Regions from separate parts of the Mus musculus genome. Here regions 2, 3, 4, 5 and 6 are each linked to region 1. A link is a contact called in public promoter capture Hi-C data. All regions are on one chromosome and are shown on one strand. Each heading gives the region's core, a stretch centred on a gene start, on an enhancer-like site or on the middle of the called end of the contact. The rest is flanking DNA. Distances are from core to core; before and after follow the strand shown. Region 1 holds the start of Cox4i1 (cytochrome c oxidase subunit 4I1). Region 2 holds the start of Piezo1 (piezo-type mechanosensitive ion channel component 1). Region 3 holds the start of Zc3h18 (zinc finger CCCH-type containing 18). Region 4 holds the start of Zfpm1 (zinc finger protein, multitype 1). Region 5 holds the start of Banp (BTG3 associated nuclear protein). Region 6 holds the start of Slc7a5 (solute carrier family 7 (cationic amino acid transporter, y+ system), member 5).

Region 1 (4,596 bases), core at 682-3,181:
TGAGACTGAGAGGAAGGAGGGAAGGAAGAAGGGAGAGAGAAAAAAATGTAAGAAGAAAATAAAGCAAGCAAAGACCCAGACTAATAGGATTTATCCATGCTCCTTCAAGCAGGCAAACGCCCTGTTCAAATTCTCATCTCTCCCTAAAATCCCGGTAAGGCCAAGCTACCAGGCATCTTTGTTAAAAAAATCCCAGCACAGGACCTGAGACATAGGGGCAAAAAGACATTTAGTTTGCCTGTTTGAAAGTAAAAGTCGGGGGCTGGTGAGATGGCTCAGCAGGTAAGAGCACTGGCTGCTCTTCCAGAGGTCCTGAGTTCAAATCCCAGCAACCACCCGTAATGAGATCTGATGCCCTCTTCTGGTGTGTCTGAAGACAACTACAGTGTACTTATGTATAATAATAAATAAATCTTTGGACCAGAATGAGCGGGGTCTACCAGAGCGAGCAGGGTTGACCAGAGCGAGCAGAGGTCCTAAATTCAATTCCCAACAACCAGATGAAAGCTCACACCCATCTGTACAGCTACTGTGTGTACTCATATACATAAAATAAATAAGTAAATCTTTAAAAAAAAAAAAAAAAGAAAAAGAAAGTAAAAGTCCTGAGCCGGGCATGGCGGTGCACATCTTTAATCCCAGAACATGGGAGTCAGAGGCAGGTTAAGTCTCTGCGCTCCAAGGCAGCCAGAGCCATGCAGAGAAACCCTGTCATGAAAAACCAAAGGGAGGAGAAAGAAAAGGGCAGGGAAGGGAGTGAAAGTCCTGCTCACCATGTGCTCGAAGGCACACCGAAGTAGAAATGGCTCTCTTGCCAATCAGGCTCAGCGCTCTGGAAGCCAACATTCTGAAAGACAAAAAAAAACCCTTATACCTCTTAACAATGACAGCAAACACCTTTTAGCCAAAGTCTTTTTGCGGCAAAACATTAAGGAAGTAAATGCAACTTATCCCCCGAAATGTTAAATGTTTTTTTTTTTTTTTTTTGGTAATGATTTCATCAACTTTTTAAGGCACGGACTGGCCTGAAAGCTTCCACTATTACCTTCCTCTACCTCGTAAGAGCCGGCATTACAGGCCAGAGGCATGCCCCCAGGATCCGGTTTTTATTACTGATGCGAAGGCACAGGGTGAACTTCCTTACATCAAGCCAAGGGCTGTAATATACATGGCTTTGGCCAATGACTATAAATCCGGCTTCTTAAAAAATTAACTAGAAAGACAAAAATGACTGAAACTGCTAGAACTAGATATATAGATAGATAGATAGATAGATAGATAGATAGCACGGTAGCACACCTCCTGCGACTGAGTTTTATTTTAAAAATTGACTTGTACAGAGACTGCGAAGGGCAAGCGGGAGGAGGCCGCCCAGGCTCAGGCCCTGGCCCGCTTCCCGTTCCTGCGTCCCGCAGGCGACCTGGATGACCCTGTCACCCGCCCCAGCGACCCGAGCCCCACGCCTCACTGTAGCACAACCCCTGAGATTCGATCCCCGAGAAAGAACGTCCGAGCCCGGGAAAAAAAAAATCAACGCCCGGGGCGGCAGAAACCGTAGCGTGACGTCAGGGCTCAGGTCGCTGTCCCTCGGGCCTGGCACAGCGGGAACGCCCGGTGCCCGGCAGGCCGGAGCGGGGACCCGAGACAACAGACCCGCTCGGGGAAGCGGGCGCCCCAAGGTCACCGAGCCGCTCAAGTCCCGGGTCCGGGGGCGTCTCGGAGGCACCGCTCCCGGCCCCGGCGCTCCAGGTCCTCGGGCCCCCGACCGTGCCACCCTCACCCGCCGTCCAAGGCCGTCACCTGCCACCGCTGCCCAGGCGACCGCCGCGACCGCCCTCTACACCCTGGGGTGCTCGCGACCGGAAGAACGGGGCCCGCAACCGGAAGACCAAGACGGAGCCGCGAAGCATCGCGGGAATCAGGGAAGCCCCGCCCCAAGCCCGTCCGTTTCAGAGCGCGGGGCGGGGCGGGGCGGGGCGGCGCGGCTCGGGGCAGGGCGGGGCAGGACGAGGCGGGGCGGGGCGGTAACTGTCGCGAAAGGCCGAGCGGGTAGCAGCTGCTTTCCGGCAGACGTTTTCCGGCCGACCGGCTGAGGCGGGAGGCCGCGGCCGGAGGTGCGAGAGCGTCACGGCGTGCAGCGGAGGGTCGTGGCGGAGGACCGCGGTGCGTGGGTCGCGATGCCCGGCGTGAAGCTGACTACGCAGGCCTACTGCAAGATGGTGCTCCACGGCGCCAAGTACCCGCACTGCGCCGTCAACGGGCTCCTGGTGGCCGAGAGGCAGAGGCCGCGCAAGGAGCATCCTCCCGGAGCGGGCAGCCACACGCTCTTCGTGGACTGCATCCCGCTCTTCCACGGCACGCTGGCTCTGACGCCCATGCTGGAGGTGGCGCTCACCCTGGTAAGCTCGCGGTCGAGGCCGCGGCGCGGGGTTCCGGGCCGGGCGGAGTCGGGCGCCCTTCGCGGGACGCTGCGGCTGCTCCCGGGGAGCTCTCGAGGTTTTGTAAGATGACCGAGAAACTCGAATGTGTGGTGGACGTCCTTAAAACCAGCACTCGAGATGGGGAGGCAAGAGTTCGAGGCCAGCCTGGTCTACATTAGTGAGATCTGGGATAGGTAACGTTTAAAGTTTAAACTTAATGTGTTTGTGAGGCCACAAAGAAAAAAATGCCTATAGCATGTAAATCTCTAGTTTTACAGAGGTTTTTTTGTTTGTTTGTTTGTTTTTGTATTTTGTGGGTCCACTTGCCGATTTTTTTGCCCCAGACTTGCTGTTTTAGCAAGATTATAGGTTATAATACGGACTGCTGTTTCTGCGCTTGTAATCAAACTCGGTTTCTCTGCTTAAGAGACATTTGCAAGACCCGGAATTCTAACTCTGCGGTTTGCCTTTATAAAGCCCTGGACTGATATGGTCAGGCGCTGCTTACTACATCTTGGAAGCGCTCTCAGGTGCAGTCCTGACGCACCTGAGAAACAGATCAGACCCGTAACCACCCAGTCTCCCCACAGCCTCATTTACATCTCAGAATGAGCTCTGAAGTTAAAAATCTGAGCTGGCCTAGGAGGGAATGCTAATCCTGTCTCCCCCTCTCCCACCAAAATGACTGCATTGAATCGGAGACTTGCTTTGAATGTAGCCCCCCATGCTAGCCTGGCACTCCCAGCACTTCCTGCTCTAGATTCCTGAGAACTGGGATTACCGACGCGACTCGCATTCCTTGATTTCTGTTTCTTTTGTTTTCTGGGGGAGAGGGTTAGGGTTTCACTCTTGTGGCCTTGCCGAGTTTGGGACTCTTCTGTAGACCAGGCTGGCGTCCTACACACAGACCAGCCTGCCTCCATCTCCTGAGGCTAGGTCTAAAGGTGTGCACTACCACCACACCTTGCTCATCCATTATTTAATTTACATTAAAACACCAGAGGTAATTTCCAGCAAACTACAAGAGCCTACAGGCAAATCGGCACGTTTACTGGGCACATTTTGAATGTTTTTTAGATTCTTTCTGAGCAGGAGGAAGGTTTGCAGATGATACTTCGTTCCAGAAGAGAAGCGTGCTTTTAGTGCCTAAAGTGTCTCTTGAGAGTTCCTGTGGGTGATTCTGGCCACCGTCTAAGTTGTTCTGTTAGCAAGGGAGTTGCACCTGGCTGGGCCCTGCCTTCCACAGTAGGGCAGGCTTCTCAGGTTCTCTCCTGACTTGGTGGGGTGGATTGAACCCAGGGCTCAGTTAGACTTGGATTTGTAGAGGTCTGGCAAGCTCTGTGCTGAAGAGCTCCTAGCACCAGCTGATGGAGGAGCTGGAGAGATGGCTCAGTGGTTGGAGCACTGGTTGCTCTCCTAGAGGAACAGTCCTAACTAGGTCAGACACCTATAACCACCACTAACTCTGTCTCCAGACTCCCTCTTACGGCTTCTTGTGTGTACTGCACTCATGCCCATACTTATAGACCTGAACTTAAAACTAAAACAAGGGCCAAGGCAAAGTGGCCTTAAAGTTCAAGGCCATCCTGTTCCACACAGCTAGTTCCAGGACAGCCAGTGCTAATGACACCCTGTCTTGAAAAAAAAACAAAAAAAAAAACAAAAAAACCCACAAGGTAGTTTTTGTGTTTGGTTGGTTGGTTGGTTTTTCCCCTCCTTAAGAAAATTAGCTGGTCAAAGTTGGAGGGTTAGGATGGTCAGGGCATTCAAGTGTCAGGCCAGCCCAGCATCCCAGGCCATGTGACCTGCCTCAGGGCCTCCACATCTGAGACGGTCTGGCAGTTGACTGTCTTGGACTTTGTGCACCAGATGCTGTGACCACTCTCTTCCAATGCTGCCCTCCACTGTGTCCCTTTAACAGTGTGGAAACACTGAGTCCCCAGTGCTCAGTTTAACAGTTCTCAGGCCTGAGCTCCATTGTGATGAATTCCGATGCCTGTGGAGTGTCTCCCTCAGGCTCTTGTTGAACTTGTCCCTTCATCACCTGCCAGTCTCAGATGAGCTGCCTCCTGCAGCAGGTTGCAGGCTCCCCTTGAAGGACTGGGGTCTGACAGCATCTCTCTGGACAGTGCATCTGTCCCAGGATGTGACCCTGTGCCCATGGGAGCAGCAAAGT
Region 2 (4,596 bases), core at 778-3,277, 1.9 Mb before region 1:
GACAAGAAGGAATGTTCTGATACTAAGGATCTGGTCTGGTTTTTGTTTTGTTTTGTTTTGTTTTTTGTTTTTTCGAGACAGGGTTTCTCTATATAGTCTTGGCTGCCCTGGAACTCACTTTGTAGACCAGGCTGGCCTCGAACTCAGAAATCCACCTGTCTCTGCCTCCCAAGTGCTGGGATTAAAGGCGTGTGCCACCACTGTCCTGGTCTGTTTTGTGAGTTTTTTTTGACCTAGGTAATGCTTGTGTGTGACTGACCAGGATATCAAAAGGAAGGAGGCTTGCTTGCATGCCAAGACTGCATACTTGCTGTGGCGGGCAAGGGTGGCGCCAGTTTTTCAATGGTAACATTGTATCTTAGAAGCTGCTCCCACAATTCAGGGAGTCTTCAGATGCTCTTTAAACTGCTACAACACTGTAGGATACAGTTTAGTTTTTTTGAGAGTTCCCCTGTTTGTTCCTTTCTGTTTTTACCCTACAACTACTTCAATGGTTGTGAGACATAAACATTTCAGTTCCTTTGGGACAGTGGTTCTCAACCTTCCTAATATTGCTTAATTAATTTCTAATATTGCTTATTTATTTATTATTAATTATTTTTATTTATTATTAATTAATAATTAATTAATTAATATTCCTTAAGACACTTCATGTTGTGGTGACCCTTGACCATAAAATTATTTTGTTGCTATAACTATAATTTTGCTACTTCTTTTTTTTTTTTTTTTTTTTTTTTGAGACAGGGTTTCTCTGTGTAGCCCTGGCTGTCCTGGAACTCACTTTGTAGACCAGGCTGGCCTCGAACTCAGAAATCTGCCTGCCTCTGCCTCCCGAGGGCTGGGATTAAAGGCCACGCCCGGCCTATAATTTTGCTACTCTTATGAATCATAATGTAAATAGCTGTTATGTAGGATATCTATTATGCAACCCCTATGAAAGGGTCGTTCAAGGCCCATAGCTGTCACGACCCACAGGTTGAGAACTGCTGCTCAAGGAGCAGGTCTGAATGAATTTCTGAACCTTCCCGTGTCTTAGCAGCACCCCTTCAGAGTCAGACTAGAGGTGAGTCTTGGAGACCAAGCTAGGCAGTTTAAATACTATATGTCCAGGGAAAGCCTGCATTTCTGGTGGTTCTGGAAAATTGAAGGTTCTGAAGTGTGATTGACTTTAGCCTGCTGGTGCCTTGAGGCTCAAAAGGGTCACATCATCACCGCTCCCGGTTAAGCCTCTGCCCCTAATGCTACTCATTTCCCAGTGCATCCTGAACTTGGTCCAACTGTGCCGTTCTTGACCCCTTTTCATTTCGTCTTTCCTATCCACCTTAATACGGAAGACTGAGCCAAACCAAGGCGGCTTGGGTGAGGTACCGGGCACGTGCCGGACTCAGACCTTGTCTGGCCACCAATGGGACAGCAGGTGCTCTGTCAGCTTTTGCTACTGTCTGTAGCACACTGACTAAAGCCAAGCCACACAGTGGGGGCAGGTGTGACTGGAAGCAGTCCCAAAGCCCCAACGCAGACCACAGTGGGATGCAGCTGTCTGATGCCACAGCAGTAAGGTGTCTCTCCACCCCAACCACCAAGGCCTAGCCAGCGTGGCCGCCAGTGCCACAGTTAGGGACTCTGACAGCCCCCAGAGGGCGCTGCGCCATCACGGCTTGGGGAACAAAGCGAAAGTTGCTCCAACCACGAGGGGCGCAGTTGCGCGTGGGTACTAAGTGGGTCAGGTCTTTGGGAGTCTTCTTGTATTGCCCCCACCCCGGGTCCCAGGCCCCGGAGCCCCAGGGAGAAGCGCCCCACGGGCACAGTGCGAGTAACTGCGCTGGGCTGAAGGAGGGTTTGGGGGGCGCGCGGGTCGAGGTCTCCGGGTCACCGGCACCAGCCAGGCTAGTAGGGCCGGCGCTCGAGCAGACTGCGCTGGGCAGCGAGGGGGTGCCTGGGCGCGCCTGGCCGTCGGGGGAAGCGCGGAGGCGGGCACTCCAGGGAGGGCGGGGGCCGAGCTTATAAAGGCCCGCAGGCGGGAGCAGGGAGAGAGCCGCCGCGTCGCCGTCCGGCCCAGCTCGGCCTCCACGAGCCGCCGTGAGTTCCGAGCCGGGCGGGCTGACAACCCAGCGTGCGCGGGATCCGGCCGTCGGGAACCAGAGGGCGCGGCCGGGCCGGCCGGCGACCCGAGATCGAGGCCGGCGGGAGGTCACAGCAGCCGCGCGCCGCACGTGCGGAGACCCGCCCAGAGTGCCATGGCGCGCGGTTCCTCCGGCCCTCGCACCTCCCTTTAGCCACGGCGGCGCGACCCCGGGCGGTCCCCCGGCCGCGGGGCATGGAGCCGCACGTGCTGGGCGCCGGGCTCTACTGGCTGTTGCTGCCCTGCACGCTCCTGGCGGGTGAGTGGAGGGCGCGGGCGGGAAGGCTGCGTCCGCGTCCCCCTGCGCCGCGCCGCCCCGGCGGGCGAGCATAGGCGAGGAGATTCCGCGGGACTCGCGGCCCAGGGCGCTCGCATTCCAGAGGCGTGAGCGCGCTGGCGGCCTCGGCGGGCCCGGCCCGGGCACCGAGTGGAAAGCACGGCAGGCAACGGCGAGGCGCGGGTCCGCGAGAGCCCCAGATAGCGCTGGGCGTCTCCACGCGGGCTGGGAGGAGAGGCCCGGGCAAGGGGCTGTTAGTGTCTGAGCTGTGAGGGGAGCGCGACTTTCTATTCTCTTTCGTAGTTAAGAAAAAAGAAAGAAAGAAAGAAAAAAATCAAACTTGCATCATGACTTCCTGACCAATCTGGGAGAAGGTGGCGTTCTGCCTGGAGCTTTTCAAGTCAGAAATTTCCTACCAGAACTAATGTTCCAGCCCTAGGCGCAGTTCTTAGTCTCAGTTCCGAGGTTGTCTGTCCAATGCTAAGCTCCTGTCTTCCTTGTGCCCTACTTGGTTACCTTCCAGAGGGACTGGGGCACAGGGCGCCCCAGGAGGCTCTGCCTGATGTCAGAACTGGAGATCCCCTACCTTGGCATACGTCCCTTTCTTGCAAAGAGCTTCTCTCTTTTGGTGTCATAGGTGCTGGGCTCCATTGCCGCCCTCCCAGCCTCACCCAGGGCACCTTGCCCAGCTGCTCACCCCCTTACACCTCCTGAAGCAGTCAGCACCCCTCCACATGTGACCTTCCTCGGGGTCTGATTAAATTAGCCCACAGAGAGTCAGTGTACCCACTGTGAAAGTTGGTCTGCCTCGTGGAAGTCCATCTGTTGGAGGTGGGGGGGTTGTGCGTGATTCCCTCCATCTCTCCACGGACACTGCTTGTGCACCCTGTTTCAGGAACAGGCTCCGGGGGGTGTCAGGCAACCCGGGCAATGACTTCCACACAGGCCAAGTTTTGATTTGTAGGACCAAAATGTGGTGAGACCGGGGTGGGGGGGTGGGGGGGATTTTTCAAGGCAGGAATCAATGAAAACCATTGAGCTCTGAAAGGAGGGGCCAGCGGATACTGTCCTCAGCTCAGCCCGGACTTAGGAGAGCCAAGGTCTAGGGCCCACATTTGTGGCTTCTTTTCCTCGCTGGCCTGTAGACGGTCAGACTGTAAATATAAGCAGAATGGGTGGATGAGAATGTAGAAGACGGGTACCCTTCTTAAAGATTCAACAAGAGCTGCTTCTCAGGCTCCTTCACTGACTGTCAACACTTGGGAACAAGGAGGGCAGGGCAGGGAAGAGGTGGTCCTGTTGTGTGCAGAGAAAGGCTTCTCCATCTTCATGGAAGAGGTCCTCTTTCACAGACAAGGGCCGTGCTTAAACAAAACCGGCAGACTTTTCTCTGACAGGCCAGATGGTGAATGCTTTCACATCATGAAATACTCTGATATTTTTTTCCAGCAGTTAAAAAAAAATGCAAAATCATTTCTTAGCTCGTGGACAGCAGTGCTACTAGCTAGAATTTATCCTTACCCTCCAAGGATCAGTCTGGGCTCTGAGGTCCCCTGGCTTTTCAGCTGTAGTATGTGGGTGTCAGAGGAAGCTTCCAGACTGAGTCTGGTTAGGATGTGAAGGAGGCTTTGCCAGCTTTGGGGGTTCCCACCCAGCCTGTGTGTTAGTCACCTGGGGAGCTTTCAAAAGAATATTGATGACTAATGCTCCTGTCTTTCCTTAGGCTCAAACTGTCCCCCCAATAAAATTCATTCATGAGAACATATCTAGGCACAGGCCACACCTACCCTGACACTGAGCCTGGGTGTGGGCTTGGCCACCAACAGTCTTCTTTATGCCTGGGGAGGTGGGCAAGGGATACAGAGCCAGCTAAGAGCTCTGTGTGGTGACGTAGGGGATGCTGGCATCCTGTTCATTTCTATGGGGTGTAGTCATCACTGCGGGACCTCTTGCTGGAGGTGGAACGTTCACTCCATCTCTTGTGAGGGCTCCCTCACCCTCCACCCTCTGAACAGTTTGAGTCCTATGTTTTGGAAACAAGGTCTTCACAGGTTAGTCATCTTAAATGCTGGGTGCTGTCTCAGGCCTTCCTGAAGGTTTGAATCATCCTGGGGTGCTTAGCCTCTTTGCCACTCCCCTAATCTGGAAAGTCAGGCAAGGTGATGCCCTAGTCCCATGGGAATAGTGACCAACCCAG
Region 3 (4,596 bases), core at 1,404-3,903, 1.7 Mb before region 1:
GTTTCTTGCACTGTGCATTACTCTGTCCATCTAACTGCAGCACACAAACTCCAATAGTTTGTTTGAAGGCTGTTATAAGTTGGGATCTTGTTTCCAAAAGCCCATACTGGGAAATCAGTAGAGGGACTGATCTCCAGCCATGCTCCAAAAAGGTCCACTGTCTCTCTAGGTATCAGTATTCTCTGTTAAGACTAATTCTGCCGCTCGGTGGTGGTGGCACACGCCTTTAATCCCAGCACTCGGGAGGCAGAGGCAGCGGATTTCTGAGTTCGAGGCCAGCCTGGTCTACAAAGTGAGTTCCAGGACAGCCAGGGCTATACAGAAAAACCCTGTCTTCAAAAACAAAAACAAAAACAAAAACAAAACAAAAAAAAAAGACTAATTCTGTGTGCTACCCTCTGCTGGCTGCAGGGAACTCATGTGCTACATATAAGCTGTGAATCCGGGGATCCTCCAGCCCAGCTACAATGTTTACAATCTTCTTACCCACTAACCCAGTAGTGCAGGACTCTCACAAAGTTTAGAACTAACCTTTAGTCCTCCTATCCACAATGGTGAACCTGTTCAGGGGTGGAATGACAGTCTTTCAATATCTCTGTCCCCAGCTGCATTTGACATACTGGAAAATGCTTGACTAAACGACAAAACCCCATGAATCCAGGAACCACCTGTTGCATACTAGAAAGAGATCTAATAAAGTTGCCTGTTTGTAAAACATTGTAACAGAACTCCAGAGCAGCGTTCTGCTCTTGTGTCAGCAGCAGCTCAGGAAGGCCAAACTGACTCCAACCACTCTACTACTGACAGAACAGTTATGTCGTGGTCTCCTCACAGCTGGGTCATTTTCAGCAACTGCTACAAGCTACTTAATAGCCTGGCCTGGTGAATTTACCAATTCAGGTTAAAACAACTCTTGGGCAAACATGGGGTATGACTTGGGGAGGGGGGCAGGGTTTCTCATCGTAGCCCTGACTAGCCTCGAACCAATAGAGATATACCTGCCTCTGCCTCTGCCTCTTGCGTTCTGAGATTAAAGACTTGGTCACCACTGACTGGCCTACTACTGAGAAACGTGTTCCAAGTAGGTTTTGTTAAGGAGGCTCGATAACACACAAATACAACTTCTGGAAAACGACTTTTCCTTTGAACCAAGGTCTCACTTTGTAGCTTTGGCTGTCCTGGAACTCACTATGTAGACCAAGCTAGCTGGAACTAAGAGACCCCCTCGCTTCTGCTTCCCCCCAAGTTCTGGGATTAAGGTGTGGGCCACCATACTCAGCTGTGGGAGATGAAGTTTAGCAGAGCAGAGCCTATGTTGATGTCTAAGTTCTGTTATGCCTGGTTAAAAAAACTTATTCATAGCTCCATCCATGTATAGAGCAAGAATGTCAGGATGTTGAAAACACCACCCGCAAAGTGACTTAAGCTCTGCAAAAACTCTTCGGTAAGGAGATGGTCTCCTTGGGATGGTCTGCAGATGACAAGCTATCTCTTTGGAGATGAGCAAAGCAAACTTACCTGCTGAGTGTTCAGGAAGTAAATCCGAAGTGCTCTTAAAATGTTTGAGCATTCCCCATCTACGACTAGAGAGGAGTTTCAGCTTTGGGGACATATTGATTGGTTCCAGAACTGGCTGGCTTCAAACGTGTTCAGATCATTCGCATTCTCCTCTCAGGGGGCTGGGAAATGGGAACTAGCCTAGGGACAGAGAATCTCAACCTCTGCCTTGGGATAGGTAATGTGATGAAGAAGAAACAAATGCCTTCTTCTACTACCCTCAAATGGGTCTGAAGATTACTCTTGTTAATAAGTGCCAAGAAAAAGCTCATTTGAAACAGCTATTGTGCCCGGTAAACTCAGCTGTCAAAAGTATACGGGAAACTAAGTATCTAGTAGGGGCGAGACTATAGGTCTTAGTTTAATTTCCTTCTAGCACTACAATCGCCTGGCTACTTTACACTAAAGAAATGGCATCTCTAAGCTCACAGTCCAAGAGGCGAGGAGGTCACACTTCCTAAGCGACCCGGGACTCTTGGAGCACAGTGGGTCCGTCCAACCTGTGCTCGCTTGAAGTTGCGAGAGCAAGTTGCAGGAGGCTCCAGAGAGTTCAAAGTTCCCTGCAGAGCCCGTCGAGAGTCCAAGCGGGCCTCCTCCCGAGCCAACCTGCGCGATCCGCTCCCCTTTGTGGGCGGCGAACATGTGCCACGCCGAGTGGCCCGGAAGGGAAAATGACAGCTTCAGGAAAAGCAACTTCACCACGGCAGACCGCGGCGCGCCACGGCACCCGCCCGGACGTCCCAGGCCGCAGCGGGCTCGCGCCTGCCCGCTGTCCCGGCCCGCGCTTCGGCCCGCGGCTGCGCACAGCCGGGGGCGCGCCCGAGAGCTCGGGAGGCGGCGCCGGGCTCCGGGGCCTCGCTCCCGCCGCCGCTGGGGCGGCCTTCTCCCCGCCGCCCGCCGGCCCAGCTTACCTCAACGCGAAGACGGGAGGCGGCCACGGCTCCGCTGTGGTGGGGGCAGCGTGGACGAGACGTTCCTCAGCCTTTTCGCTCCTCACTGGCTCCGGCTTTGGGCACGACGCGGGCGGAACAAACGGGCTCCACTACCCGCGGGGGCCGGCCATTGTGCAACGTCATCAGGCCGCGACGGCCGTCTTGCGAACCGGCGGGCTTCCCTCGCTAGCCCCGCCCTCTTCCGCACTTCCTTCCGGCCTCCGCCGGCCTCGCCTCCGCGGCGCGCGCTCCCAAGGCTCTGCTACTGCGCAGGCTCACCGAGGTCGACCCCGCCCTCTAGCGGGCCTCCTGGCGGCGCGTGCGCAGTCGGTGGCTCTTCGTGGTAGTTGCTTGGGATGAGATCAGATGAGGAGCAGGCGGGATGCGTGCCGGAAAGGGAAAGCCCTTTGAGGCTCTTGGTGAGTGCGAGTGGACACTTCCAGGGTCTGAAAACTTAGCATTCGTTTCTTCAGGGCACGAACTTTCTGCCTTATTAAATATCAATATTTTGCCGGGCTGTATTTAATCCCAGCACTTGGGAGGCTGAGGCAGGCGGATTTCAGAATTCGAGGCCAGCTTGGTGTACAGAGTGAGTTCCAGGACATCCAGGGCTACACAGAAACCCTGTCTCGGAAAAAAAAAAATCAATACTTGACCAAAAGTGTTTTGGGGGCTGGAGTGTAGCTCTGAGGTTGAGACAGCACCTGCCAAGTATGTGCGAGGCCCTGGTACCCTCAAAAAAAAAAAAAAGATTTTGGAGTTGAAGGATTTAGATCCTCTTACCTGTTTCTGTGACGCTAAACATCTCTGGCATCGTTAAATTACCGTGACCCAGTGTAACCTCCCTGGGGAGGACTTAAACTGATTGGGTCATTTTTCAGTCCCCTCCTACTACCCAGATGGGGCTCAGCTGCTGGAGCCCGAAGTCCAACCCCCCCCCCCCCCCATGACCTGATAAAAGGTACGGAGATCATTAGGTACTGACCCCTTGCAAATTTTGAATCTGATCTTGGTCTTACTGGTTAGGGGCTGCCTGTCTTCCTCAAAGTGAAACCACCCGGATGCCCATAAACTGATATAAGGGGGGGGGGGAGTTCTGGTCTTACAGTCCTGCATTAATTGGGCCACAGAAAGGGATGAAGTTCAGACACATGCTACAAACACCGAGGACGCCTAGGAAGGCGCCAGTCATGACAAGTCGAATACTTTTGACTCCATAATGCGACTGAACTATGCCGCCCACCCTCCAAGTTACTTACATGTGAAGTCCTAGCACCAAGCTGGTATGGATTTCAAAGCAGAGCCTCTCCGTGAGGGTATAAAGGTGGGGTCTGGATCTCATAGATTGGTGTCCTTCAATAGATACCAAGGAGAGCTATTTGAGAGATCATGCTAGTGCTGGGATTAAAGGTGGCTGCCAATCAGGTCAGACAGAAGGTTCTCCCTCTCTCTCCCCCCTCTCTCCTATGTATGTGTGCATGTATATATGTATATCTCTTTTCATACACCACCACCACCACCATCTGAGGAGACAGTGAGAAAGCAGCCATCTGCAAGCCAGGATTAGGCCACGCTGGCCTCCCACCTCTGGAAGAAAATTAACACCAACTGCTCAAGCTACCCAGTGAAATGAGCCGAATCAAGCCAGATTAGATCTTATTCAAGCCAGGTTTACTGGGAAGCTGCTTGCCCGCGAGCTCACTGACCCCAAGGACTGAGGCCAGGGGAGTTGCCAGGTCTGCTTAGCTATGTAAAATATGCACCTTGGTCCCTTATAATGGGGTCTAAAACTAGACATTGTCCACCTGCATGCTACCATGCTCCCCTCCATGATGATGGACTGACTAATCTCTGAAACTGTGAGCCCCTAATTAAATGATTCCTTTTTATAAGGAGTGCCTTGGTTGTGGTGCTTTTTGACAGCAATAGAGCAGTAACTAAGAGACCAGACTTGAGTAGTTAGCATGGCAGTGCAAGCTGCATAATATTCAATTTATATAAAAATATAAAATAGGCGAGATGGCTCAGCGGGTAAAAGCTCTGACTGCTCTTCCAAAGGTCCTGAGTTCAAATCCCAGCAACCACATGGTGACCCACAACCACCCAT
Region 4 (4,596 bases), core at 927-3,426, 1.6 Mb before region 1:
TCTTAACGCGTTTAGATCTGCTAGGGGAGGAGGGGCCCGGGCCACGAGTTGCACAGAGGGCTCTGAGCCGCCCCTCGCCCCCCCAGGCCTGCTCTCCTCTTCTGCTCGAGTCGTGGGGCACTGTGAGGGGATCGGAGGGGCTCTCCTGCACAGTCTCGGTCCTAGATCTCAGAGTATGGGGTTTCGCTGACCCAAGTGGGTTGGGCTCTGCTGGGCTCCTGCGGGCTTATCAGCGCTGGCGATCCGTTCCCAACCTGAGATCTCCCTGCCCTAGCTATCTGCATTTCTCATCAAACTGAAACACACACACACACACACACACACACACACACACACACACACACACGCACACGCTCACGCTCACGCACACACACATACACGCGAGAACAGAACCCAGCAGAGGCGCACAGGCGAGGAGGGGAAAAAGAAACCAGAGAACCAGCACAGATCGGGACCTGTGGGTGGCTTTAATTCTTCAGCTGACATGATAGAAGGAGACTTTCGGAAAACAGGTCCAGCACGCATTTGGGGAGTCGGGTTACCAGAACCCAGATTCCTCCCCGTCCCCCCCCACTTCAGTAGGGGGTACTCTCACAAGCTAAAATGCACACTTGGTCCTGGTGGCAGTGTGATGTGGACAGAGGAGGTAGCTCAGGCGTCTGGAGCTGGAAAGCCGGATGCCCAGCCCCCCTCCCGTCACCTCCTGGGCAGCCCAGATGACCTGTCGCTCTCGCCAAAGGGAAGCTCCGGGGAGGAAGCCCCGCGCCCTGCCGGGAGAGGCGCGAAGTTATTATTGGTGTGGCGTGGGGAGGAGCTCTTCCTGTGTGCTTACTCGCTCCTAGAGCAGCCAAGAGGCCCCGCAACCTGGTAGCCCCAAGAGCCCAGGAGGGTCTTACTGTAGGGGGGCACGGATGATGTAGGATTATAGGGTCTGCCTTGCTCGGGAAAGTGCCCACGGGAGAACCTGCGAGAAACTTCACTCGGGAACAACGTTTGAGTGCCTGAGGTCCCTGGATGGTTCAGGATAACCCCTCGGATGGAGGTGGAGAGAGCGGTGCCCATGGGCATCCATTCGTGTAGCGTTGTTAGGGGCAGTTGGTGGGTCGGATCTCCACATGTCCCCCAGCAGGCAGAGGTCGGATCGAAAACTCCAGAGCCGGAGCGGATAAAGGGGGTTTGGTCAGCCAGTGCCAAATGCCTAGGTTGGAGCAGCCTCCACTACCTATTCCGCTGCCTTGTCGCTCTGCAGCCAAAGCGCTGCGGTGGGCGCCGGCCGGTCCCCGCAGTCCCAAGTCCCCCTTACTCCCAGGTCTTTCTCCTTCTGCCTCTAGATACAAAGCCTGGGAGAGTCAAGCACGCCAGATAAGATCACAATTTCAGCCCGTCCCGACAGAGCGATCTTATCAGGATGGGACTTGCAGAATGGAATATTTTAAACTTTATCTGAGCCCAGATCGGGGCCGCCCTATCGCCGCACCATCTCGGATGCGGGGGAGGTGCAGGCTGCGAGGTGGCCCGGCTCTGCTGGAGCCGCGCCCCCAGACACTCTCCTTCCGGCTCTCGGGACCCGCCACCCTCTCTGGGGCCCGGACCCCCTGGGTGCCCATGCTGAGACGCGGGGGCCCTGCCCGCCGGCAGAGATTAGATTACGGCGCGCTTGGCACTCGGCGCGGGGGGCGCGGCGCGGGGTGAAGGTCGCGGGCGCAGCGGGGTTGGGCGGCCGCGCAGGGGCGGCGCGGGGCGGCGGGGCGCCAGCGGGGGTCTGGCGGGCACCACGGGCAAAGTTTGACTCACGCTTGATCTGCCGGGGATTGCTCTGTTTCCTCCTGGACATGTCTCCGGCGCCGCGCGCCCTCGCGGCGGCCGCCTCTAGCCCCTGGCGGGCGGCGGCGGGCGGCAGGGGCGCGGCGGGGTAGCGGGGCGGCTCATGCCCCCGGCCCGCGGGCTCCACGGCTGCCTCGGCCCGCGCCCCCAGCCCGCCGCGCCGCGCGTGGGCCGCCGGCGCCGCCGCGGAGGCCCGAGGCCACGGCCCTGCGCTCGGGCGCGCGGACTGCCCGGCGGGCGGCGGGCTGGTGGCGGCTTCTCTGCTCCGGCGCAGACGCCGCCGCCGCCGCCGCTCAGCTTTTCTCAATGGAACCTGCGAGCCGCGAGCGGCGAACCGGCGGCCGCCGCCAGGGCGCTCCCCGCAGGCTGGCCAGGCGGGCGGGGCCTTCGCGTAGCTGGCGGCGGGCCCCGCCTCTCGCCACGCCCCGGACCGTCCTCCGCGGTAGCGCCTTCCCACCCGTGCTGACCCCGCCCTCAGGCCGTCCTTCCCACTGGCCCCGCCCCAAACTAGCGCTCGTCTTTTCTCTGCTTGCACCGACTTCCGCGTACTCACCCAGCCTGGGCCGGGCCTTCTGTCCTCGCGCTGGCTCCACCCCTCATCTGTGCTCCTCGCGCTGACCCCGCCCTTCAGCCGATTCTTCCCACATTGGTCCCGCCCTTCGGCCGTCCCTCCTCGCGTTGACCCCGCCCCTCAGCCGTCCTCCTCACATTGACCCCCGCTCCTCAGCCGTCCTCCTTTCGTCGACCCTGTCCCTCAGCAACCTTATTACCCTGATCCCGCCTATCAGTTGTCCTCCCCACGTTGTCCCTGCCCCTGCCCCGCCCTCACAGTGACCCTGCTCCTCAGCTACACTCTCTTGTTGACTCCCTTTGCTCGTCCTCCTCACAAGAGCACAGCCTCAGCTGTCCTCAAACTGATCCCGCCCCTTTACTAGTCCTTCCCACGGGCTCCGCCCCTGTATTCCTTGCCACCCTGCTGGCCACGCCCACAACCCGCCCTTCCAGGTGCTGGCTCCGCCCACGTCTCCTCCTTCTTTGCCTTCGCCACGCCTCCGTAGGCCCGCCTTCTCCCTGGCCCCGCCTCTGCTCCGTAGTCCTTCGCACAGGCCTGGTCCTTCCCCGCCCCCAACACAGGCCTTGCCCACGTCTGTCCAATCCTCAGCTTTGTCCTCACCTCCTCCGGGCTGGCCCCTGGGCTGGCCCCAGGTCGCGCCGGCCTTGTCCCGAATTCCCACCCTCGTTTCTAGATAGACCTCTAGCCTTCTTAGTTAGTTGTAGTTTCCTGAGGTTATGTCCGCAGGCCTATTTAGGACTTGGAGACCTGTTCTGCCCCTTGGAGACCTGTGCAGCAGCCCCGCGGCACAGGCCCCTAGCTTGTCTGGCCCTGCCCCTCCGCTCTGGAGCTCCGCCCCCATGGCTTAAGTTGTGCTGCCCCTTGAAGCTGTGCCTTTCAGGGAGCCAGCAGTGGGGTCTGGATGCCCGAGGCCTGGACACTAAATTTTTGCTGGACTTTGAAAGTTGACAGAGACTCTGATCCAGAAGGAAGCTTCAGTATGAGATTTGCAGCTTCCGATGACTGTGGGTAGCCTCAAGTGGTTCAGTCTTATGCCTAATTGGAGGGGAGGGGAGGGAACCTCAGGTTTTTCCTTCTTGAACTCAGACCTGCCCGGAAATCCGGGAGGAGCCAGAGGTCAGCTGGCCTTGTTTAACCGCAGCCGATGCCACAGTGAACATCTGCCAAGGAGGTGTTCCCCCATTCCCCCAGCTTCCTCTGCTGTCACAGCCTAAGGAGGCAGGTTTCCAGTGCCCACGCAGTGTGCTCCAGACCCAGGTCAAGAATGTGCCTCTTGTTCTGTGAGGATATTGAAACTTGAGACATGCACAAGATCAACGCAGCTTCGGATGGGGTCATGTCCTCATCCAAAGCAAACCAAATGGGCACCGTTGATGTCTACTGCCTCTCTTCATAGCACACAGAGAATCAGAAAGGTCTCCACAGAGAAGACACATGGTCCCCCACCTACCTGGTAGGCAGTCTTCGGTTGGTACAACTGTCACCATCCATGTCCCCTTGGAAGTTTGCCAGATGCCAGGTACCAGGCGTTCTGGGTATGAGACCTATTTCTTTACAGCTTCTGATACTGAGGTCCTTGCAAAGAAGAGAGAGGTGGTCGCCTCTTCCCTGACACCCTGTACACTCAGTGAAGGGCACTGTGCAGGACTGGCTAGTGGGACTGAATGCTGCCCCCTCTGTTGGTCATACAGGAACACCAAGGCCCAGATCCAAGATTTGTACAAGGCTGTCTGGCTTTCTAGCTCTTCTCAGAGGAGCCATCCTTCTATAGCTGGGGTCCCCACATTGGCTGGGTCTTCTCAGTCTAGTAGCCCCAAGATGCTTACGAACTGGACAAGGCATAATTTGTCTATTTCCATCTTCTTAAGGGAAGAGCACTTTACAAGGAGATGAGGCTTAGGGTCTGGGAGTCCTGGGAGGTGACTAGAGGCTGGCATATGGTGAGAGGCTGGGTACTCGGTAAGTAACACTCAGGCTGGAAGTGCTGGATAAGAGCAGCGTTGAGTGGACATCTGAGAGTCATGAGAGAAAACTGTGGCTTTTGATTAGTAATGTCTTCCTGGGATGCAGGAAGGTGAGATGGGGCCATTCTTTGCCCGACTTGATTTACTTGTATGATGCTATGTATACATAGCCCAGGCTGGGACAGAAGGACATACTTAGCTAGCAACCTAGAGCCTGCCGGCCAGGACAAGCTG
Region 5 (4,596 bases), core at 1,427-3,926, 1.3 Mb before region 1:
GGAAGCTCATTCAGTTTCTCTGAAATTCTTAACCACAGACTAACTCTGCAGGTGGACCTCAGAATGCTCATGAAGTGTGGGTTGCTGTGGACTCTGCTGCAAGGCCCTGGGCAAGGGTGCCAGCCCAAAACAGCGCCTCGCTATCCCTGTGCTATGGGCGCGGCAAACACTGCACTGCGCACCTCGGGATCAATGAACCATGCATAATATGCTAGCTACTTGCACTAGCCCAGCAACAAAGTGAAGAGGCTAAACTCAGAGCTCACCAGACAAGTCAAATCAAGTGCCTAATCTCAGTGTGGGACCAGTCCTCTGCATCCTAATCTCAGTGTGGGACCAGTCCTCTGCATCCCGGTACCCTACCAAAGGACCACCCAGTCAACTGGAGGCAGCCAGACACCATGTTCTGGCACACATCCGTCACAAAGAGCAAAAAATGGAAGGAGACAAATTGTCTGAATGAAGACAACAGGCTTTGAAATTCCTGTTCAAGATGAGTGGCCTTGTAAACAATCTCCACTTACCCCACTAAAATACTTACTACAGTACAATCAGCTCACAAGAAAATAGAGCACAGCCAAAGACTTAAACTTCTGACAGAGGATCTAGATAGCTTGCAGGACACAGGAGTGGGGCTCCAGGCCCCACCTGGCCCTCAGCAGTCTCCACAGCCACCCCTGACAAGCAAAACAGCTTCCAAGCAAAGGGAGACAGACCCTGGAAGATGCATAAACAGCCCAGATATAAGGTGTCTGTTATGTGGTCCTCCAAGTCTTGAGGTAACAACCTCTCCCAGACACTAGTGGGGAAAACCATTTTTAAACCCCTCTCCACAGACCCAGGGCCCCCTGCCAGTTTCCTCTTACCTTAAAGTCTAAGGTTTAAGCAATAATAATTAGCACTATTGGAGGACCTGCCATCCAAAGCAAGAAGCTAACATTTACCACCCACCCCCCAAAAGTGATAAACAAGAAGTCAGATAAGAGAACTGAAAAGAACCCCTAATAGTTTTCTCAGCCTGAAAGAGAAAACATATTCATGAAACAAACTACTGAACAAAAGGAAAAGAACAAATACATTCAGAAATTTTTTTTTGTTTGTTTCGTTTTTCAAGACAAGGTTTCTCTGTGTAGTTCTGGCTGTCCTAGAACTCACTCTGTAGAGCAGGATGGTGTCAGACTTAAGAGATCCGCCTGCCTCTGCCTCCCAAGTGCTGGGGCTAGAGGTGTGTACCTCTCTATGCCCTGCTCAGAAACTACAATTCTGATGGTGGATTCGCCGGCCCCCTCCCCGAGATAGGGGAGGTTGCCTATGTAAACACTATGTAAACGAGGTTGCCTCAAACTGGCAAAGATCCACCTGCCTCTGTCTCCTAAGTGCTTGGAATTAAAAGTCCTGCGCCACTGGGGTGAAAGATAAACTGAAGTTCTTTCCTGGAATGAAAATCAAAAAGGAATAGAAAGATAAAGAAACTCAAGTAGTGTGCCCAAATGGGGCGGGGGTGGGGGGGAGGGCGACAAACTCTCTAACGACTTTAAGAAAGGCTCTTGGGACAATCTCCCAGCGCTCGAGGACACGCCTACCGAGCATACCTGCGAAGGGCAGACCTGTTCCAATGCCAAGAAGACCTTAGGCCGGTCCAGGGAGGAAACAGTTACCAGAAAGGAAGTCCTTGGCAGAGGCTCCCTGGGGACTCAAGAAGAAAGCTGACTGAAACACTGCGTCCTGAGCTGACCAGGCGTGCAGCGAAAGAAAGACCTCGGGACCTACCTGCACCCGCCTAAAGCGTCCCCAACCCAGATTAGAAGAAAGGCAGAGAGGAGGTAGAGGGAAGCCGGAGGTTCCACACTATCTCCGAGAAGTTACAATGTCACCAGGAGCAGAGAAACAAAGGCCACCACAAGTAACAAGGAAAAAAAAGAGCCAGGCTGTGCGGGACGGGGACGTGACGCTAGGTGGGGAAGCGAGCACCAGTCTCGGCCCCGATGTCAACAGAGAGCAGAGCAGAGGCGGGCGGACGCGCCAACCAGGGCGAAGTCACCCGGTTACCGGGGCATAGCGCCAACAACGGCCGGGAGATGGGGCCACCTAGGCGGCGGGGCGGCGCGCGGGGCCCGGGCGCAGCGCGCGAGGCTCAGTCCTGAGAGACTTGGGCGGCCGAGCCAGGGCCACAGCGCCCGCGCGCCGAGCCCGTGACAGGAGCGCCGGGCGCGGGCCCGGGAGGCGCCGAGGCCCCGGAGCCGAACGCACGCGAGCACGGCCGCCGGGCCTCGGCCGCTCGCCCGCTCGCTCGCTCGCTTCCCGGGTCCCGCAGCCCCGGCGGGTGGAGGCGCGGAGGCGACGCGCGGACATCCCGCGGCCCGCCGGCCCCCGCCCAGCCCGGCGTGCGGCCCCGTGGCCGTTGGCGACGGTTGGCGGCGGGGCGGGGCGGGGGCGGCCGGAGATCTCGCTCTCGCTCTCGCTCTCGCCCCGCGGGAAGGGGGAGTGGAGGCGCGACCGGCTGCGGGAGCTGCAATTACCGTGTGGGCTGCGGAATTCTCGTGGTGTTTGTCGGGGAGCTGCGATAATGGCGTCCGTCCTCGCGAGAGAAGCAGCCGCTCTGCGCAGGCGCCGCGAGCGCCTCCCCACGGCCTGCGCCCCGCCCTCAGCGCAGGCTCCCTGGGCTCCCGGCTCAAGGGCGGGGCCGGTCGGGAAGGGGGCGGGGCCTGCTCTGGGCGCCTCTGGCGCGCGCTTTCGCCGACGGACTCCAACGAGCATGCGCAGTTGTCCTCCCCTGCTCCGAGAGTTGACTCGCTGGGCCCTTACTTCCCCATCTCACGTCCATGTTACTTGCTAAAGCAGTAAATCCTCCAGTGTTCAATCTGAGGAATGTACGTCCTCTTTGATGGGTGTGAACACACTAACGCTGCCCTGACGACTACAAATCCCAGTGTGCGCTGTGTGTGGCACGATGCGTCCTGGGACTGGTAGTCTCTGCGGCCATGATTTGCCTGCTGGGATTTGTAGTCCATCCGGATTCTGGCTGCCCCATGCCTTCCCTGCCCTGAGGGCTGCTGGGACTTGTAGTGTCAGCGGCTCAAATGGGCTGTACGCTCCCAAACCCGTCCTACCTACTCTACCTGGCATCGGTCTCAGACGTTCCGGGCTCGTTCAGTGGCATTGTCTGGAAAGTTGCCTGACTTCCTTATGGACAAGCTGGTCGTGGGGACACTGTCACTGTGATAGAGATTATATGTGACATGCTTACGTATCATGCAATAGGAGCTATGCAGCATCGATGTGCATTTGTTGCCAGAAATGCCACTAATGGTTCTCTGCACCTGGTCTGTCGTCAGTGTTCCTTTCCAGGCTGTCCCCTTCTGCATGTTCGCAGTGAGCAATCCTACAAACCGGGATTACAGGAGTTATTTTCACTTAGAAAACTAAACAAAACAAAAACCTGTTTCCTGCCCGTTCCCCTGTGCCGATAATAAAGCCATGACTCAGTGCAGCTACCAGCTGGGCAACCTTGGGACAGCCCTTCTAAACCACTGTGCTCTGTCTGGGGTTTGATCCTGTGCCACTTTACCTCAGGATTGTCTTGAAGATTTCAACCTAGAACTGTGCTGTTAAAATGAGACCTGCTGGGCAGTGGTGGCGCACACCTTTAATCCCAGCACTTGGAAGGTAAAGGCAGCCAGATTTCTGAGTTCGAGCCAGCCCAATCTACAGAGTGAGTTCCAGGACAGCCAGAGTTATACAGAGAAGCCCTGTCTCATTTGGGGAAAAAAAAAAAAAAAAAAAAAAAAGCACTGACTGCTCTTCCAGAGGTCCTGAGTTCAAACCCCAGGAACTACATGATGGCTCACAACCATCTGTAATGGGAACCCAATGCCCTCTTCTGGTGTGTCTGAAGACAGTGACAGTGTACCCACATACATGAAATAAATAAATAAATCTTTAAAATAAAAAGAAAGAAAGCTAAGCCCAGAGGAACTACGAGGAACTTGGCCAGAAACTCTTAGAGAGTTGTACTATCTCCTCCCACCGCCCCTCAATTGGGCCCAGATTTTAAAACTGTAGTTGTGAGAGTTCTGAACATGAATGCCTGACCGCACGGAAAAACAGAGTAATGGTGACGTCATCCCCAGCATGTCACCCTAACATCCCCCTTAACCTCCCTTTCACCCCTGGCGTTGCCGTCTCCTCCATCCCAGGACTTCAAATGTATTTAGTGCAACCATCAAGCAGATGAGTGGATGGTGGGGAAAGGGTGGGTTGGCACCAGTAGGCAGCAATGAAGGGCTGAATGAGAGTCCGAGTGCTAATACAGTTTAGATCTCAACCAGAGAGTACACTAATCAGAGCCAGAGTTCAGAACCGGGAGGCTGATGTGTGCGCATGCGTGCAACATGCATGTCCCTCGGCAGCTGCCCACCTTGAATTTTAAACCACAGTCTCTCAATGGGACCTGCAGCTTGCAGGGTAGGTGAGACTGACTGTCCAGTGAGCCCCAGTGATCCACTTGTCTCCGCTTCCCCAGCTCTGGGATCACAAGCCCACCCCACCACGGGTGGCACCATTGATTTGTGCCTTCTGGGGCTCAACTTTAGTTCC
Region 6 (4,596 bases), core at 836-3,335, 1.2 Mb before region 1:
AATCACGAGCCAGGGGTCTCGGGGACATTCACTGGGTATTGTCACCAGAGCAGCTTCTGCCCAGGGCTCAGGTCCCCCTCTTGATCTCTTGTTCATTCTCTCTCTGAACTCCAGACCCAGAAGAGCCATTTGAACCTGCTGTGTTCCTCCACGACCACCGTCCTTGGCCTCTGGTAGTGGCTTTGACTTAACTATGGTTGTGATTTTATACCTCCTTGGACTATTGCTATCTCTGGTTCAAATCAAAGCTTTCCCACGGCTGCGATGCAGAACCCAGATTCCACTGGGAACAAGGACAGATTCCAAAAGAAGCAAGGGTTAGTTAGCCACCCACAGGTGAGAGGTAAGCAGGCTGCTTGCCTGGAGGTAGGAGGCCGTGAGGCTGCGCATACTGGGCAGGCAAGTTACACAACTGCAGAACTGGCTTCCTCGTTTACTATGAAGTGTTTCTAAGAGTTGCCACGTGTCCTATTAAGTTAGACGATGTACCTTGGAATCTTAGCGATGTCTCAGTGGGTTGGTGGTATGCTTTTAGCCCTCTGAAAGGACTATGTCAAGAATGAGAAGCAAGTTTCTCAATCTTCCCAAAGCCATCAGTTTAGGCAGTCTGTACTGTGGCATGGTTAATGTTGGTGTGACCTTTTAGCTCCATGGCTTCCCACTGCTCAGGCTACAGAGATACCAGCTTGTCATTGCTTGTGAATGGCTGACATACTGGGGGTTGGGGGAGGTAGCTCCAGTGACCCTTGGAGTCTTTGGCTGAACACCTCCCCGACATGGGCTTCCAAGGGGCAGCTCTGGCATTCTTGGCTGCAGCAGTAGATCCAAAGATGGGGAGAAGTTTGAATTTCTTCATTGGTCATGCCTCAGCAGTGGGGAAGGCTTGGCAGACTGGACAGTTTAGCAGAGCATACAGGGCTCTGTATCCTTACAAGTCTGAAGGTTCTTAAATTAAGCCCCCCCCCCCACCTTCCCTTCTGCTTGTCTGTGAGTTTTCCTGGGGACTCCTTTGGACAGAAAATGGAACAGCTGGTGAAAAGGAGGGGGTCTTGGGGCTCCTGGACTTATCTTGACCAATGAAATTTTCCAAGCGTACCATCAGCTCAAATTACACAGCCCATACCACGAGGGCTTGAACCCACTTCCTTGAGCTCACCGGTGGGCGTCACGAAGATGCCAGAGCTGATAATGGTGCCCACGATGATGGCACCAGGCCTGGGATGCTGAACCTTCCAGATGTGTGACCACATTATCTCAAAAACCCTCTTACCTAAGATTTCCTAAGAATGACAACCTAAAGCCCTTTCACCCTACAGTAGATTGGGTTGGTTCCCTTCTAAAACTTGCTTCTCCAGATTGGGTGTACCACTAATCGAGCTTTTGTCAAGACCCTCCTTGGGACCAGATGGATATCTAAGTCCAGGAGTAAGCTGGCTACCATTCTGGTCTATTCTTCCGTTTCCTCCAGAGCTGACGGATCATTTCGCCCTCAGACTCGTTTCCTCTGGACCAAGTTGGACTATAGGGGTGCCTCACCCCACAACCCACCCCCACTTATCCTAGATAAGATATTTATCCTTCATCTCCCAGACGCACAGGATATGCACACTGGAGGAAGCGGAGATAAACACCCGCGAGGCAGGGCCAGGATTCCGGGCAGGTGTTGGGACTATACACTGAGCCACCCCCCTTCCGGTGCTTTCTCCCTTGACAAGTCCTCTGCGCCGCCTGGGGCGGGAGAAGAAGCACGCCCTTACCAATCGGCCCTGACATCCTGCACAGGACTTGTGAGGAGGTGTGAGTCGACTCTCCACCCGCGTACAACATTCGGATCTTGTGAAACACGCCGCGATAAACCCATCAGTAGTCACGCCGCGTTAAACACATCAGTAGTCCTCAGTTTCAGGATCTTAACGCTCCACGTGCTCTAACAGACTTGGGGGCGGGGGCCCGCGAAGGAGGCGGGGTCGCGCGGGCTGAGGGGGCGGGGGCCTTTGCGAGCTGAACCAACAGCAGCGGCGATGGGCGGAGCCTGGAGGGCGGGTAACGGTAGAGATAAAAGGCCGCGCGGGCGGGGCGGACGCAGACGCACTTCTCAGTACGCGGAGAGCGGCTCGGCCGCGCGCACGCCGGGTATCCAGGCCGAGCCGGGAACGCCGAGAGCATGGCGGTCGCGGGCGCCAAGAGGCGCGCGGTTGCGACCCCGGCGGCGGCGGCGGCGGAGGAGGAGCGGCAGGCGCGGGAGAAGATGTTGGAGGCGCGGCGCGGGGACGGCGCGGACCCCGAGGGCGAAGGCGTGACCCTGCAGCGCAATATCACGCTGCTCAACGGTGTGGCCATCATCGTGGGCACCATCATCGGCTCTGGCATCTTCGTGACGCCCACCGGCGTGCTCAAGGAAGCGGGGTCGCCCGGACTGTCGCTCGTGGTGTGGGCTGTGTGCGGCGTCTTCTCCATCGTGGGCGCACTCTGCTACGCGGAGCTGGGCACCACCATCTCCAAGTCAGGCGGCGACTACGCCTACATGCTGGAGGTCTACGGCTCGTTGCCCGCCTTCCTCAAGCTCTGGATCGAGCTGCTCATCATTCGGCCCTCCTCGCAGTACATCGTGGCGCTGGTCTTCGCCACCTACTTGCTCAAGCCGGTCTTCCCCACTTGTCCGGTGCCCGAGGAAGCTGCCAAGCTCGTGGCCTGCCTCTGCGTGCGTAAGTAGGGGTCCGGGCTGGGGTGGGGCCGGGCTGGGGCGGGGCCGGGTGGGCGCGAGCCAAGGTTCCTGCGTTTACAGCTCGGCAACACCCATCCCAGTATCCCTCCATCTGTCCATCCCTGAACCATCTCGGCAGTTCCAGGCTAAAGTCACAGGCCCCAGAACCCACGTGCGTTTCTTTAATCCATTCATAGTGTCTATGCTTTCGGGACAGCCCTCGCGAGACCTCAGTGGGTCGCGGCTCTGACCCCGCGGCAGGCATCCCGCTTCCCGACCTGAATTCTAAGTACGAGAGATCTACTCTGTCCCGGGTGAGAGCAATACACTCCCTGCCTTCAGCAAAGCACCACGTGGAGTGGCAGATATGCCAGTTTCCTGTTTCAGCTTCAGTTGCTGACTGGTTGCTAAGAGGGAAATTGCAGTTTAAAAAAAAAAATCACTTATGTTCTTAAAACCGGCCTATCAGGAATCAGTGAACTGGCTGACTCATAAGAAAACAGTAGTAATAAATTTGTGTGTGGTAGTGATGGCTGCTTGCTCGTTTAAGATGAGTAGCGGAATCGTGTAAAGCCTGCCTGTCAGTAAAGGACTAAAAGAAACTCGGCTGCAGACAGACGACAGTCTGTGTGGGTGGGCTTGAGGGGTCCCAAGATGTGCCAGGTAACAGCTGTTGAGTGTAGCCTTTATGGGACGCATAGGTCAAGACGGATTGATTTCTGCTTTCAAAAACAGTTGTGTGATTTTTCAGGACTGGGGGAAAATGATCGTTTGAAGCAAATGCCACATGATTTGGTGGTGGAGAGCAACCTGGAAATAAATCATGCTACTTTCAAAATTACAGATGAGTTCAGGCAGCTAAGACCGATGTATCTGTTTGTTTTGAGAGCTGTGTTGATAGTGCACACAGAGAGGGTGATGGGGAGGTGGGCTAGACTTGGTTGTGAGCCATGGAAGTCCGGGGCTGCTGTTAGCACTGGGGCCACTGCTCGATGCCAGTGCCTGTTTTGGCTTTGGCCCTGAGACTGTCTCCTGTTATCAGACCCAGCCGGGTGTGCCCTTCAATTCTGAGACCACCCACTCTGCTCTGTAGTGCCAGTTGGATGATGACCAGTAAGGTCTTCTGTGTGCTTGGTTCATGTGTAAACCGTCATAGCTAGAGTTGGTCTTCAAAAGCACTGGGCAGTCCAGGGAGAGCCTGGCCTCAAACGGGACACTGCATACTCAATTTTAATTGTCCAGTTCTCCTTATGGATGGTAATCTCTTTAGGGATAAGGAATGTCGTGGGTACCTTTAAGGTTTGTTGTTTGCTTGCTTGCTTGCTTGCTTGCTTGCTTGGTTTTGAGACAGGCTCATGCTATGCAGCCCTGGCTGGTCTGCAGTTCTCTGTCTCCCAAGTGCAGGCAGTAAGTGTGTGTACCATCATGCCAGGCTGGCATGGCTGTCTTTAAAGAGCCCACACTCTTGTCAAGATAGTTCTGGAAACTGCAGGTGCTAGTGACATATGGGAAGCAATGCTTGCCCACAGGAGGCTGTGAGCACTGAGGGCTGGCAAATGTCCTTTCTTTTAAAATTTGTTTTCTTTTTTTTCTTTTTTTCCATTTTTTATTAGGTATTTAGCTCATTTACATTTCCAATGCTATACCAAGAGTCCAGGTGCTCTTCCAGGTCTCTGAAGGCCTGGGCGCCGGCTCCCGGAGGATTGCACTCTGAGGAGAGTTTCAGTGTTCATGGAGTGAGTGCCCTGTTCTTTCTCGAGGGCACTTCTGGGGAACATAGTGTTCCCTGGCTTCCATGCCTTAGGAAAGACCCCGAGGAAGCACTGAGAGTCAGGTTTTAGGGCAGAGGTCTGGTTTACGTGGTTGAGTCTTCTGGAGTCCTCTGTGTTTGT

What was found. Promoter capture Hi-C pulls out the DNA fragments that hold promoters and counts their contacts. Capture Hi-C pulls out chosen DNA fragments and counts their contacts.
Region 2: a promoter capture Hi-C map of liver shows a contact between it and region 1, with 2.5 times the contacts expected there. The contact joins the promoter of Piezo1 here to the promoter of Cox4i1 in region 1.
Region 3: a contact with region 1 is called in a promoter capture Hi-C map of liver. The contact joins the promoter of Zc3h18 here to the promoter of Cox4i1 in region 1. A contact is called at or near these places in 3 of 39 promoter capture datasets (liver and pre-B cells) and 1 of 9 other capture datasets (liver).
Region 4: a promoter capture Hi-C map of pre-B cells shows a contact between it and region 1, with 2.8 times the contacts expected there. The contact joins the promoter of Zfpm1 here to the promoter of Cox4i1 in region 1. A contact is called at or near these places in 1 of 39 promoter capture datasets (pre-B cells), 1 of 484 Hi-C or Micro-C datasets (B cells) and 1 of 115 datasets of contacts at active chromatin or transcription factors (astrocytes).
Region 5: a contact with region 1 is called in a promoter capture Hi-C map of adipose tissue, with 2.3 times the contacts expected there. The contact joins the promoter of Banp here to the promoter of Cox4i1 in region 1. A contact is called at or near these places in 8 of 39 promoter capture datasets (the C10 cell line, hematopoietic stem and progenitor cells, hippocampal neurons and 4 more), 5 of 484 Hi-C or Micro-C datasets (the G1E-ER4 cell line, embryonic stem cells and regulatory T cells), 2 of 115 datasets of contacts at active chromatin or transcription factors (astrocytes and large pre-B cells) and 2 of 9 other capture datasets (adipose tissue and liver).
Region 6: a promoter capture Hi-C map of pre-B cells shows a contact between it and region 1, with 4 times the contacts expected there. The contact joins the promoter of Slc7a5 here to the promoter of Cox4i1 in region 1. A contact is called at or near these places in 3 of 39 promoter capture datasets (hippocampal neurons, liver and pre-B cells) and 3 of 115 datasets of contacts at active chromatin or transcription factors (astrocytes, large pre-B cells and pancreatic cancer cells).

The regions. Positions count from the first base shown.
Region 1 is chr8:120,665,560-120,670,155 of GRCm38.p6, reverse strand. It overlaps Cox4i1 (cytochrome c oxidase subunit 4I1), which reads right to left and starts at 1,931. Exons shown (of 5, transcript NM_009941.3): 1 at 1,801-1,931; 2 at 774-847. The coding sequence starts at 1,910. It overlaps Gm27021 (predicted gene, 27021), which reads left to right and starts at 2,014. Exons shown (of 4, transcript NM_001308449.1): 1 at 2,014-2,399. The coding sequence starts at 2,178. It overlaps Emc8 (ER membrane protein complex subunit 8), which reads left to right and starts at 2,069. Exons shown (of 5, transcript NM_010926.6): 1 at 2,069-2,399. The coding sequence starts at 2,178.
Region 2 is chr8:122,548,760-122,553,355 of GRCm38.p6, reverse strand. Piezo1 (piezo-type mechanosensitive ion channel component 1) reads left to right here and starts at 2,027. Exons shown (of 51, transcript NM_001357349.1): 1 at 2,027-2,381. The coding sequence starts at 2,318.
Region 3 is chr8:122,374,673-122,379,268 of GRCm38.p6, reverse strand. It overlaps Zc3h18 (zinc finger CCCH-type containing 18), which reads right to left and starts at 2,653. Exons shown (of 18, transcript NM_001029994.1): 1 at 2,469-2,653. Gm39270 (adenomatous polyposis coli protein 2-like) reads left to right here and starts at 2,185. Exons shown (of 2, transcript XM_030243895.1): 1 at 2,185-2,908. The coding sequence starts at 2,198. The coding sequence ends at 2,836.
Region 4 is chr8:122,279,721-122,284,316 of GRCm38.p6, reverse strand. Zfpm1 (zinc finger protein, multitype 1) reads right to left here and starts at 2,176. Exons shown (of 10, transcript NM_009569.4): 1 at 1,795-2,176. The coding sequence starts at 1,834. The region is part of intron 1 of Gm39269 (a long non-coding RNA gene); the gene reads left to right. RefSeq lists an enhancer at 1,319-1,562.
Region 5 is chr8:121,948,572-121,953,167 of GRCm38.p6, reverse strand. Banp (BTG3 associated nuclear protein) reads right to left here and starts at 2,676. Exons shown (of 14, transcript NM_016812.4): 1 at 2,520-2,676. It overlaps Gm27011 (predicted gene, 27011), which reads left to right and starts at 2,523. Exons shown (of 1, transcript NR_169031.1): 1 at 2,523-3,490.
Region 6 is chr8:121,905,175-121,909,770 of GRCm38.p6, reverse strand. Slc7a5 (solute carrier family 7 (cationic amino acid transporter, y+ system), member 5) reads left to right here and starts at 2,085. Exons shown (of 10, transcript NM_011404.3): 1 at 2,085-2,705. The coding sequence starts at 2,165. BC048644 (cDNA sequence BC048644) reads right to left here and starts at 1,938. Exons shown (of 2, transcript NR_167716.1): 1 at 1,758-1,938.